Linked DNA regions of Sus scrofa: regions 1 and 3 are each linked to region 2. A link is a contact called in public HiChIP or PLAC-seq data. All regions are on one chromosome and are shown on one strand. Each heading gives the region's core, a stretch centred on a gene start, on an enhancer-like site or on the middle of the called end of the contact. The rest is flanking DNA. Distances are from core to core; before and after follow the strand shown. Region 1 has its middle 22 kb from the start of RCBTB2. Region 2 has its middle 110 kb from the start of CDADC1. Region 3 has its middle 55 kb from the start of CYSLTR2.

Region 1 (3,627 bases), core at 526-3,025, 650 kb after region 2:
CTACCTTTGACCTGCAGGGGGCAGCATTGGCAAAACGTTAACAGGCTGAAAAGGATGCGCGCGCACCCGTTCTTTCTAGGCCATTTCCTGGTTTGCCTTCAGACAATTTCCATTAGAATAATGAGCTTTAGCATTTGTGGACTTGAGTAGGGAGTAGCTGTTTGATCAAAACCAAAATCCCTGTGTGAAAAGGCACATTTCTCCAGAGTTGAAACAATAGTTTTATTTTAATTTTTTTTTGCCTTTTTTATTCATTTATTTATTTTGGCCAATTTTTTGATTTCCAGAGCCTGACAGTGCCCAGTACTGAGTGCTCAAATAAATGTTTGATGGTTGGACAGTCATGCTACTTCCAGCTCCAGGAAAGCTTTTGGTTAAACATGCAAGACAACTGGGTGTCACAAGACTCCCAGGCAAGGCTCACCCATGTCCCTAAAAGCCCACCTCACTCAGATGGCTTGAGCTAGCAGTGCCCAGAAAGGGCAGGCACCGTCTGTAATTAAAAAGGACCTTGGCACTGGCTGACACGCAATGGCCTGAACGTGGCTATAGCTGTTTACAGTTGTCAGTGATTCCAGGAAATTATTTTCTGATGCCATTTCACTAAGAAAATCATGTGATTTCCTTATAGCCAGTTAATTATTGGCTGGTCTTGAATAAATGGTTACACTTAAAGCACAGGTGAAATATGTAGGAAAATAATGCACAGCTCCCATTGACCCTGGCTGTGTCAGGCACTGAACGCTTTTTCAGAGTTGCGTCAGAGAAGGAAGATGAGGTTAAAAGAAAAAGCATGAACTAATGGTTTTTGACTTTGAAAATCCCAATTCCTGTTTCAAACAATGTGTGCTCTCCCTGTGATGCCCCCCTCCCATCCCCAGTAAGTGGCTACACTTTTGTTTTTGGATATAAAAACTGCCTTCAGGCAAGTTTGAACTTGTGTTGGTTGTCTCCACTAGGGCCTTTGAATACTTGTTTAATTGGAACTGAAATAGAACGGTTTGCTCCTGGTAGAAGGAATTCCAGCATTAGGGACAGGGGTGGGAAGTGGCTTTTCCAGAGGGTGGGGTCTGTGGCTGAGACAGCTGGGCAGGTGTGAAAGGAGCACCACAGGTGCCACTCAGCCCTTCTGCCCACTTTGCCTGCACCTGGGCTCGGCCCAAACAGAATGTCAGTGTCAAGGGACCTGCTATGTTCAAGGGACTGAAAGTTACAATATCATCTACAACAATAAAAACCACAAGATTGCTTTCTACTACCAGCCCTCTTGTGTCTTCTAAAATTGGGAGCATCTCAAAGTACTTACATGTATGCCTGTGTCTGTCTGTCTGTGTATATATATATGGGTGTGTGCTATGTATAGAATGTTAGATATAAATATATTTAAACACACAATTAACTGAAAAAATAGAAGGCTTACTCTATCAGGAACTGTATATCCTGCCAGGAAAGAATCTGTCATCACCCCCCACCAAAGGCAGAGTTACTGATTAAATGCCCATGTTCATGTGACATCTGCCTGAGCATACAAAACAGCCTGCAGCTCTCGCTGAGTTTACCATGTGTATTACACACTAGCGTGGGTCCTTCCATAAAGGGAAATCAGACTGAGACGTGAATGGCAAGGGCTGGGCAGTTGGCCAAATTAATACAGACATACTCAGTCTATGGTTAATAGAGACAAGTGTCCACCCTGCGGGATATCATGGCCTTGGCTGTGCCCTACTTCTTCATTTCATGTAGGCTGGTTATGAGCCTGACCCACTGGTAAGCTGACTTACTCAGGCACTGGCTTATTCCAGACTAAACCACTGGCTTCCTATTTCCAGATGATAACACCAAATGCAATGGGCTGAATATTTATGTCCTCCAAACATTCCTCTGTTGAAATTCTAACCTTCATTGTGATGGATTTAAGAAGTGGGGCTTTTGGGAGATGGTGTTTTTCTTGCATGGTCATGAGAGGAGAGTCTTCCTGAACGAGCTTAGTGCCCTTGTGAAAGAGACCCCAGAGAGCTTCCTCACCCCTCCTACCACGTGAGGACACAGCAAGACGACAACCGTCTATGAACCAGGAAGCAAGCCCTCGCCAGACACTGAATTTACCGGTACTTTGGTCTTGAACGTCCCAGCTTTCAGAGCTGTGAAAAACACAATTCTGTTGTGTAAGCCATGCAGTCTGGGTATTTTTGTTACAGCAGCCAGAACAGACTAAGACCCAAGGAAAAGAAAGGCAGTGTTTATTACACACAGGTGCTGTCTAACAATGCTGTCATCCTGGTACTGAAGAAAGTGACCAAGAAACCGGTGAGCTGAAAAGTTATTGGAAAGCTCCCTCCAGTTTACTGTTAGCTGGAAAACTCAGCCCTAGCCCACCTTCACATGGAGCTGTTGCGAGGGGGTTCTCCAAGTCAAGAGGGTGAGAGGAAGGAGGGAGCAGAAGACACTATCATCCACGGTCCACAGGATTCTTACTTGCCTCTCTTCACCCCCAATGTGTGTTCCAGAGGATCAGCCCCAGAGCTGCCAGAGTGACAGCATCTAAGGCTCTCAGGAGGGAACTTTCGAGATTAAAACCTATATCCTAAGCCTCAGGAGCAGCTGGGCCAGGCTCTGCCCAGGATAACACATGCTCCCCACTTGCCCAGGAGTCCAGGAGCCCATCCTCCAGGCACTTCCTTGGTGACTCAGATCTCAGGAGGCTTGGTGACCCTTGGGATGATAATGGTTTTGAAGCTTGTGACAAACTAGCTGAAAAGGAAAAAAATGTCAGCCCCATACACCCCTTCCCCAGAGGAATTGTATGTCTCAGAAAGAGTTCTAAAGAATACCACATTGGGGCATTCCTCTCGTGGCTCAGTGGAAATGAATCTGACTAGCATCCATGAGGACAGAGGTTCAATCCCTGGCCTTGCTCAGTGGGTTAAGGATCCGGCATTGCTGTGAGCTGGCATGTAGGTCACAGACACAGTTTGGATCCCGTGTTGCTGTGGCTGTGATGTAGGCCGGCAGCTACAGCTCTGATTGGACCCCTAGCCTGGGAAACTCCATGTGCTGCAGGTTCAGACCTAAAGACCAAAAAAGGAAAAAAGAATACAATATCAGAGTTCCCACTGTGGTACAGTGGGATCAGTAGCGTTTTGGGAGCATTGGGTCACAGGTTCGAATCCCCAGCCCAGCACAGTGGGTAGGGATGCAGTGCTGCTGCAGCTGCAGCTTAGAACATGACTGTGGCTTGGATCTGATCCCTGGCCCGTGAACTCCACATGCCTCAGGGCAGCCAAAAGTGGGGGCGGGAAGAATACAAGTATCAAAGAGATGACCAGACACAGAGCTTTAGCTTCGTGTTTTGATTTTTACTTCCCCTTCCCCTCAGATATTCATGGTTTCCCTTACAGTCTCAAAGGGAGTCTGAAATTCACCCAAGTTCTTAAAATAAATCCAATTTAATTATTATCATATTTAGACAAATTAATGCACGTCTTAAAATATTTCCAGAAGAGGATAGGAAAGGATCTTTCTTACACAAATTAACAAAAATCAAATGATTGAATTCATTAGACCACCTATTTATGCCATAGGTGCAGCCAAAAATAAAAGTGAAAACGAATGAAGATTTACACTTTA
Region 2 (4,056 bases), core at 468-2,967:
AGATTTGGAGGCCGTTTATATCTTCTATACTTAGAGTTTCCCGGTGGCCTAGTGGTTAAGGATCCAGCATGGTCACTCCTGTGGTGCAGATTCAATCTCTGGCCCTGGACTGCCTTCAGCACGCCGTGGGCACAGCCAAAAAAAAAAAAGGAACTTCTATATTTGAAGAATGGCAAGACTCCTACCTTGTGACTTAATATCTCTCTTTGTAAAACCCAAGTGGAATGAGAAGGAATTTTTCTCTCTGTCTGAGACCACCTGAACTTGTGCTTTTTCCCCCTGCTTAGGGGAGAGAGAATGTTTTCACATGGCCTTTCCCTATTTAGGGATGGAATAATGATGTATGGGATTACTTCTAAAAATTTCCTTTAGGAGCGCATGGGCACATAAAATGAAATAAGATTGACCGTGAGTGATAATTATTGAAGCTGGTTGGTGGGTACATTGGAATTCACCCTACTGATTATTCTCTCTATAACTTTAAAAATAGCAATCCTCTAATGATTTTCTGTGGGACATTTGGAAAAAAATTAGATGAATTCTGTCATCAAAATTTAGGAACCATAATTTACTGGATCCTTTCCTTAGAAGCCACAGTACACATTAGAATGTTAAAGACTCTGAAAAGTCCTGCACCTAAGAGAACTTAAACACAATCCACGTTTTCTTCCAAAAGCTAATTTGACTATTGAAACCCATTTTTTTTTAAACAAACAACACCTGTTAACAACTTGTCAGACTAGCATTGCCTGGGATGCACGTTGGCAAACCCGTTTCAGAAGAGCATGTGGTGACCCTGTTGGTGCCAGAGAACAAGAACCAAGGACAGTTTCCTGCTTTTTCTGCGAAGAACAGATTTTCAGAATTGGGGAAGATTTACTTTTCTTGGATCACAGCAAAAAGCAAGGAAATCACCTCCTTATTATGACAAAGCCAATACACAAGCCTCAATGGGGAGACCTCAGCTCCACGTGCTGGGTTATTCACAGACAGCAGGCGCAGGATGTGTCTAGTGATTATGGGCAGGCTTCAGGGGTCCTACTCCAGCCTAGGTTCAAACCCGGGCTATGTGACCAGAAGTAAGTTGCTTCATCTCTAATATAGGGTTAATAGAGCTAATAAGGCTTTTACAAAAACCCTGTAGAACAGTTGCCAGATTTCCCAAATGAAAATACAGGATTCTGGAGTTCCCATCGTGGCCCAGCGGAAACAAATCTGACTTGGAACCATGAGGTTGCGGGTTCAATCCCTGGCCTCGCTCAGTGGGTTAAGGATCCGGTGTGGCTGTGAGCTGTGGTGTACGTTGCAGACACAGCGAGGATCTGGTGTGGCTGTGGCTGTGGGGTAGGTAGGCCAGCAGCTGCAGCTCTGATTGGATCCCTAGCCTGGGAACCTCCATATACCACAGGTGCAGCCCTAAAAAGACAAAAAGGCAAAAAAAAAAAAAAAAAAAAAAAAACAGGATTCCCAGATATTGCGTGCAACTCACCTATACTAAAAAATTATTCACTGGTAATCTGAAATTCTAATTTAACTGAACATCCTGTTGTCTCCTGGAAACCCTACTTTATAGGTTTGTTGGGAGGCTAATGTAACATCTCCAGGTGGTTTGGGGTCGGGGCAGTAGGACTTGGTGTATGTCTGGTCAGACAGTTTTGGGCTGCGTGTTAGAATAAGGGCCTTCTGGATCTGAGAACACTGAGACCCAGAGAGGGGCGAGCCGTTGTTCAAGGTCACAGAGCGTGTTAGCAGATGTTTCATGTTTAGTTTATCCTTTCTTTAGTTGTGAAAGGAATCAACCTTGACTTTGCAAACCTCACACTAGTGATTCCTAACCTTCCTGGGAATCCAGGAGTACTGGGAGAGGAATACAGAAGGAACTGTAGATACTGGCAGATTTGGGGTCTGTTCTGCAGGTCAGGCAGGGCTTCCTTTTCTAAACCTTTCATGCAGCCTAGAGAGGTATTTTTAAATTAAAGAAAAATGAGATGTAACAATGAGACAGGAAGGAAGCGGACAGGGCACAACCATGAAAAGAATGACGCAGACATTAAGAACAGGATACCACAAAACCGGTTAGAACCGACAAGGCCCAAGACAGCAGAAGAGTTGGCTTCCTGGAGACTTTGAGCTTTATTATACAGTCATTATAATACATTAGCATATGCTAAACAGCTCGCTTGCAGGAACCATGACCTTTCTGAGACTGACCCAAAAAGGCCAAAAAGTGGGCGGTGGCCCACTTCCTGGAAGTCTCTGCCCCTTTCCCAGGAAGGCTGGAGTAATCCTTTCACTCATCAGCCTTTGAAATTACCCGGCCCAGAAAAACTAACCGCCTCCACTGAGCTAATCACAAATCCCGCAACCCCCTCACTCACCTGGTCTTGACAACGCTCTTTTGAAACCCTTGGTGAGTTCCAGGCTCTTAAGCATGAGCCACCCATCTCCTTGCATCTCCTCGCCCTGCAGTAAACCTTTCTCTGCTCCAAAAGCCTACTTTTCATTATTGTTTGACTTCACAGTACTTCAGGCACAGGAACTTGGGTTTCGTTACACCTCTGCTAAAAGGTATCTGTGAGCCAGAAGTTTAAAGTAATGACAACTGTAAAAAGGATTATCTTGGTGGGTTTTGTTTGTTTGTTTCTTTGCTTTTCCACACCCAAGGCATGTGCAAGTTCCCGGGCCAGGGATCTAACCTGCGCCGCAAAAGTGACAATGCAGGATCCTTAACCTGCTGAGCCAGGAGGGAACTCCTCTCGTGGTATTTAAATGAGCAAGAAATAATTTTGTTTTCCATCATGCACTTACTTACCAAACACTTACTGGCATTTGAACTTTATTGAGCACCATGGTTGGTAGATGCTGGTGCTGCTGAGATAAAGCACATATACTTTGGGAAAGGAGCTCAGAGTGAGGCAAGTGAAATCAGGTAAACTAATCATTGCCTAACATGGTGAGCCCAGAGTGCTTGGAAAAGAGAGGAATTGGCTCCCTCTGTGTGCGACAGTCTTTCCTTATTCTCTGAAAACCCAGGTTGCTCTGAAGCAAACTTACCCCAGAACTTAGAGTTGCCTTATTCCTGTGCCCACAAGCTTTTGTAAGCCCCAGCCACATGCTTATCCTCACATGGACTTTTGTTTGCTCTGCACGCCCTCTGTTCTCAATACCAAGTCACTTTTTTTTCTTTTTCTTTCTTTTTTTTTTTTTTTTTTGTCTTTTCTAGGGCCGCACTTGCGGCACATGGAGGTTCCCAGGCATCAGAACTGTAGCTGTCAGCCTACACCACCGCCACAGCAATGCCAGATCCAAGGCTAGGACCTACACCTCAGCTTACACCAACGCCGGATCCTTCACCCGCTGAACAAGGCCAGGGATTGAACCCGCAACCTCATGGTTCCTAGTCGGATTCGTTTCCGCAGTGCCACGATGGGAACTCCCCAAGTCACTTTTCTGAGCAATGAACCCGCAAGTGCCTTTTGGACAGAAACCGAACAGATGTTTCCTGTTGCCAAGTGGACCTTTATAGGTATCATCTCCTACTGAGGGAGGCTGGCAAATTTACTTCCTAGTAGTTACAATGTTTTACTTTTTAGATTCTTTTTCTTTTTACAGCCACACGGTGGCATACGGAAGTTCCCAGGCTAGGGGTCAAATCGAAGCTGCAGCTGCCGGCCTACACCACAGCCAAGCAACGCTGGATAGGAGCCGTATCTAGACCCATATCGCAGCTCACGGCAACTCTGGATCCTTAACCCACTCAGCAAGGCCAGGGATTGAATCTGCATCCCCATGGATATTATGTCAGGTTCTTAGCCTGCTGAGCCACAATGGGGACTCCAAAATGTTTTACTTTTTATTTTTATTTTTCGGCCGAACCCACAGCATATGAAAGTTCCTGGGCCAGCGATTGAATCTGAGCTGCTGCTGCTGTGACCTGTGAGCAATGCCAGATCCTTAACCCACTATTGATAGCCTTGCATAGCCTTCTGAGTGTTTTCCCATAGCCATAGGCTGGGGAGAAAATGCAAAGGAGCGTTAATCTAATCACTTGTTGAC
Region 3 (3,972 bases), core at 1,388-3,887, 550 kb after region 2:
GGTGACATGGGACAAAGCTGGGTGGTAGAGGGCTGAGGTTTGTTATATTAGTTTCTCTTCTTTACCGTTAGTGTAAAATATTCACAGTGTATTTTTGAGATCTTTGGCAGGACAGGATTGGGAAATACGCATTTTATTCTGCCTTTATAGGAGGCATGCTGGAAACTTGCGCTAAACTCTGGAGACGGAGCTCTCAGAAGAGACTGGTTTCAGAAGGTGTTTCTTGCAAGACAGCAAGCTCACTGTGGTGCTTTTGTGCCCATAGACTAAATTGACACTGGGAGCACTGCATTGACGCTGCATCTCTATAGTTTAAAAAAAATGCATATCTATATCTGCAAGGGATTTAGGACAATGGTGCAAGCTACAGCCCTGTAGCACACACAGCTAAAGGACGACAAACAGTCTGAAGTTAATTGCAAACAAAACAAACCTGCTGACAGCTGGGTTTCTACCAGGAAGACTCCCCAGCTCTCACTGAGAACCAGAAGGAGCATCAAGATGGGGTCAGAGGGGGTGCCCCCGACTCCTTGCTACAAACGGGATCTCCAGTCAGGCACCCACAGGCACTGAAGAAGCCCTGTGGGGGAATGTTCCAGAGTCCTTTTAACAGCCTCAGCCAACCGCAGTGCGTCCCAGGGCTGTGTCCTGTCTTGAAACATAGCTGAGACTGGGAGCCAAAAACTGGATTGCACAGAGCCCACTTCTGCTTTTAAATATGGACCAGTTATATGGCTTAAGGCGGTCCACTCTTCATCCTGAGAACAAACAGGATATTTAAAATGGCATTCATTTGGTAAACATTTAGAAAAGTGAGTGTCTCTTTTGTGCCAGATACCAGGCTGGACTGAGCAGCCAGGGATGAACAAGAGCTGGTTGGTCCCTATGGGACCACATCGTCCAGTGTGGGAGGCGGACATGGCAAAACGCAGTACAGGTTCCAGTGCCAGCTGTGACACATCCCCTGGGAGCAGAGAAGAGAGCACATGGAACACTGATGGTGGCCTTGGGGCTTCTGTAGACAAAGCAACATCTGAGCTGAAGATAAGTGGCCAGGAGGGTGGATGCAAAGCCTGGGTGTGAGGAAGAACATGGTGAGCTGCAGCCCGCCCTTGGAATGAGAAGGGTGACAAGAGGGATTCCCAAAGCCTTCAAGGCAAGCAGTACTGCATTTTAACAACCACGAGCTGAAGCCTGTTTGGGCTGGAGATTTCTCAAGGTGGAGGCTTCCATCTTGGAACAGTGAATGCCTCGGTTTGTACCCAGCTGCGATGCCCAGCAGCCAGTACCTGTCTGATGGAACTGTTTGTCCTTTAGCCTCTCCCCCTTCTTTGTAACCTCAGGGGACACCTCAGCTCCTGGAATGTCCGGCAAGGCAGTTTGCTCACCAAGAATTCTGGGTGTACCTGGGAGGAGTGGAGACTGGAAAGACCTTCCAGAACATTCAAAAGTCCTGCCAGCCACTTCAGACTGCTTGTGTGCCGTGGAGTCAGCTTACATAATTTGTCTCCAGGCACCCAGCTAGAATCCAGAGCATTCAAATCGTCACAGTCTGACTCCACAACACACAAGCAGGATTCTAGCTGTGTGCCTGGAGGCAAATGATGTAACCTCTCTGAGCTTTCATTCTCTTGTTTGTCAAGTGGGAATACTAAGAATTGGGTGGTTGTGGCATTCCCATCATGGCTCAGCAGTAAGGAACCTGACTAGTATCCATGAAGATGCAGGTTCATCCCTGGCCTCACTCAGTGGACTAAAGATCCCGCATTGCCTTGAGCTGTGGTGTAGGCCACAGATGCGGCTCGGATCCCACGTTGCTGTGGCTGTAGCCTAGGCCAGCAGCTGCAGCTCCAATTCAACCCCTAGCCTGGGAACTCCATGTGCCACGGGTGTTGCCCTAAAAAGACAAAAAATAATAATAATAATTGGGGTGGTTGTAAGGACTAAACAAAAGAAAGCATGTAAGGCAGATAGCACTGTGCATATTAAATACTTAATACATTTCATTATCATTATAGTTAATATGTGTCCATGTTTCTGATATCTCTTTAAAAATTCCGTGTCCTTTCAATGCTTATTCACTCTTTCTTCTGCTTATAGCCACTAAATAGATCCCATCGAGCTCTGTTTCCTGCGTTTGTATTATGAAAAGAGTAGACATATTGGATATTCTTTCTCAAACCAGGAATTCTCCCCTGGAGATCCTGATGCCTGCCTCCACCCCACCACTGGTTGAGAAACCCTGATGAGGTCACTGTAGGCTTTTAAGCCCAGGAGACACACAACTAGATGAGGCTGCTTGCAGTATCACTCCATTATCTTGGGATCGAATTTATAGCATGTGTCTAAAATAGTTTATAAGCTCTTGTGTCTTCTTTTGTCAACTGCCTGAATTTTTTATTTCCGGGGAGATCATACTCAGGCTTCCCATGTCTACTGTACCAGTTTGGGGCCCAGAGACGTTATATTTTACACCCTGTTGAAATAAACCCTTGTCATTTTCTGGGCTAACACTCCCTGGATGAGTCAGAGATTTACTTCAAGCACTGCGGCCTCTGCAGACTCCCTAAGGGTGAGGCCACTCTTCTCTCTGAGGGTCTCTGGCTAGGCTGCCACCTAATGGTGAGTTTTGTGAGTTTAAAAAAAAAAAAAAAATGCTTTTGAGAAGCACTGTACACGCACCCTTGGAAATGAGACCCGCTGCTGCTGTGAGTCATTCCGGATGACAGCGCAAGAGATATTTACTCATCTTGGTAAAAGATGACTAATCGGCTTCTGGCCGATTGGAGGCTGTCTTTGAAAAGCAATCCAATTTTGTTTTCTTCAATTATGAATTTCAGGATTTTGTTTTCTTTCAAATATGATTTTTCTCTTTGAAACCCGCCCTAGCAGAGGAAGGACTAGGCTGGCATTCGGGGAGGGAAGGGTGTCTTGCTGATGTTTATCCAGCCTTTAGAATGTGCAGAGTTCCACTGTGAGCGCTAAGAACATCTCACTTAATCCTTATTCAATCCTGAGGCAGACAGAGTCATAAAAATGAAGCTAAAACCCATTATTTAGTGTCATTGTTGTGGTTGTTATTTTCTAAAGGAGAGAATTAAGGTTGAGGGAGGTCTAATTCCACTTAGTAAGTGGCAGGACTGGGATTCTAACCCAGGCCTGTCTGACACAATAGCTGTGTTCTTGACCATTCTTGACCTTGTTCTTGATCTGAATGCTGCCTTCACATCTCTGCACCTGCTGGCCACCAGCATCAGCTTATCCTGCAAATATTTATCAAGGCCCAAAATGTGTACTTTCCTGAACACTCGTTGTCAGCTATGATCCAGACATGGACCCTTCCCTTGTGGAGCTTATAGTCTGATGGGAGGAAAAAAAAAAAAGAAAATGCAATATAGCTTGATAAATGCTATAGTGAGGTGTGCACAGGGTGCTGGGGGGGGCCATGTATATGAGTAGTTTTTGGTGTAGCATGGGGGCAGTCAGGATAGACTTCCTGGAGGAGGTGACCAGGGTAATTCCTTTTGGAGGAATGGGAATTAGGCAGGCCCAAGGAAGGAGAGAATTAGAGAAGGATATTTCAGGCAGAATAAGTAGCAAATACAAATGACTAGAGATCTCAGGTGCCTGCTAGGAAAACACTCACATAATTGGAGAGTTTCAGTGAGGAACCAAGGAGTTGGCTCATTGGGGTGCTAACTTTTGTCTTCTGTGTTTGGCAGGATGCTGGCAACCTCATTCTGGAAAGAACACTGCTTTGCAAAGGAAAAGCTCTGAGAGAGAGGTAAGAGGAAAGTCTTTTCTTCCCCCTTGTGGCCTGAAGTGGATGTGTGACTGCTGTCCTGGGCCTCACCAGAAGCTCTGAGAAGCCTGATAAGGATGCTGTTAGAAAGGTCCAGGTTCAGCCACAGCGGAGCTGGTGGACAGGCCCACGCTGTGTGGTCAAGACAGCACAGCGCCCCACGTTACACC

The links. HiChIP or PLAC-seq counts read pairs in DNA pulled down with a chosen protein or histone mark.
Region 1: an H3K27ac HiChIP or PLAC-seq map of alveolar macrophages shows a contact between it and region 2. The contact joins two enhancer-like sites.
Region 3: an H3K27ac HiChIP or PLAC-seq map of alveolar macrophages shows a contact between it and region 2. The contact joins two enhancer-like sites. A contact is called at or near these places in 1 of 47 Hi-C or Micro-C datasets (embryonic fibroblasts) and 1 of 2 datasets of contacts at active chromatin or transcription factors (alveolar macrophages).

What each region holds. Positions count from the first base shown.
Region 1 is chr11:19,057,951-19,061,577 of Sscrofa11.1, forward strand. No RefSeq gene overlaps it. Among named protein-coding and RNA genes, the nearest start is that of RCBTB2, 22 kb to the right of the region's middle. Within about 2 kb of position 1,776, at least 8 of the 83 cell types and tissues checked have an H3K27ac peak or open chromatin away from gene starts, as enhancers often do. A contact at or near this core is called in alveolar macrophages, where this site is marked.
Region 2 is chr11:18,406,859-18,410,914 of Sscrofa11.1, forward strand. No RefSeq gene overlaps it. Among named protein-coding and RNA genes, the nearest start is that of CDADC1, 110 kb to the right of the region's middle. Within about 2 kb of position 1,718, at least 15 of the 83 cell types and tissues checked have an H3K27ac peak or open chromatin away from gene starts, as enhancers often do. A contact at or near this core is called in alveolar macrophages, where this site is marked.
Region 3 is chr11:18,953,769-18,957,740 of Sscrofa11.1, forward strand. No RefSeq gene overlaps it. Among named protein-coding and RNA genes, the nearest start is that of CYSLTR2, 55 kb to the right of the region's middle. Within about 2 kb of position 2,638, at least 25 of the 83 cell types and tissues checked have an H3K27ac peak or open chromatin away from gene starts, as enhancers often do. A contact at or near this core is called in alveolar macrophages, where this site is marked.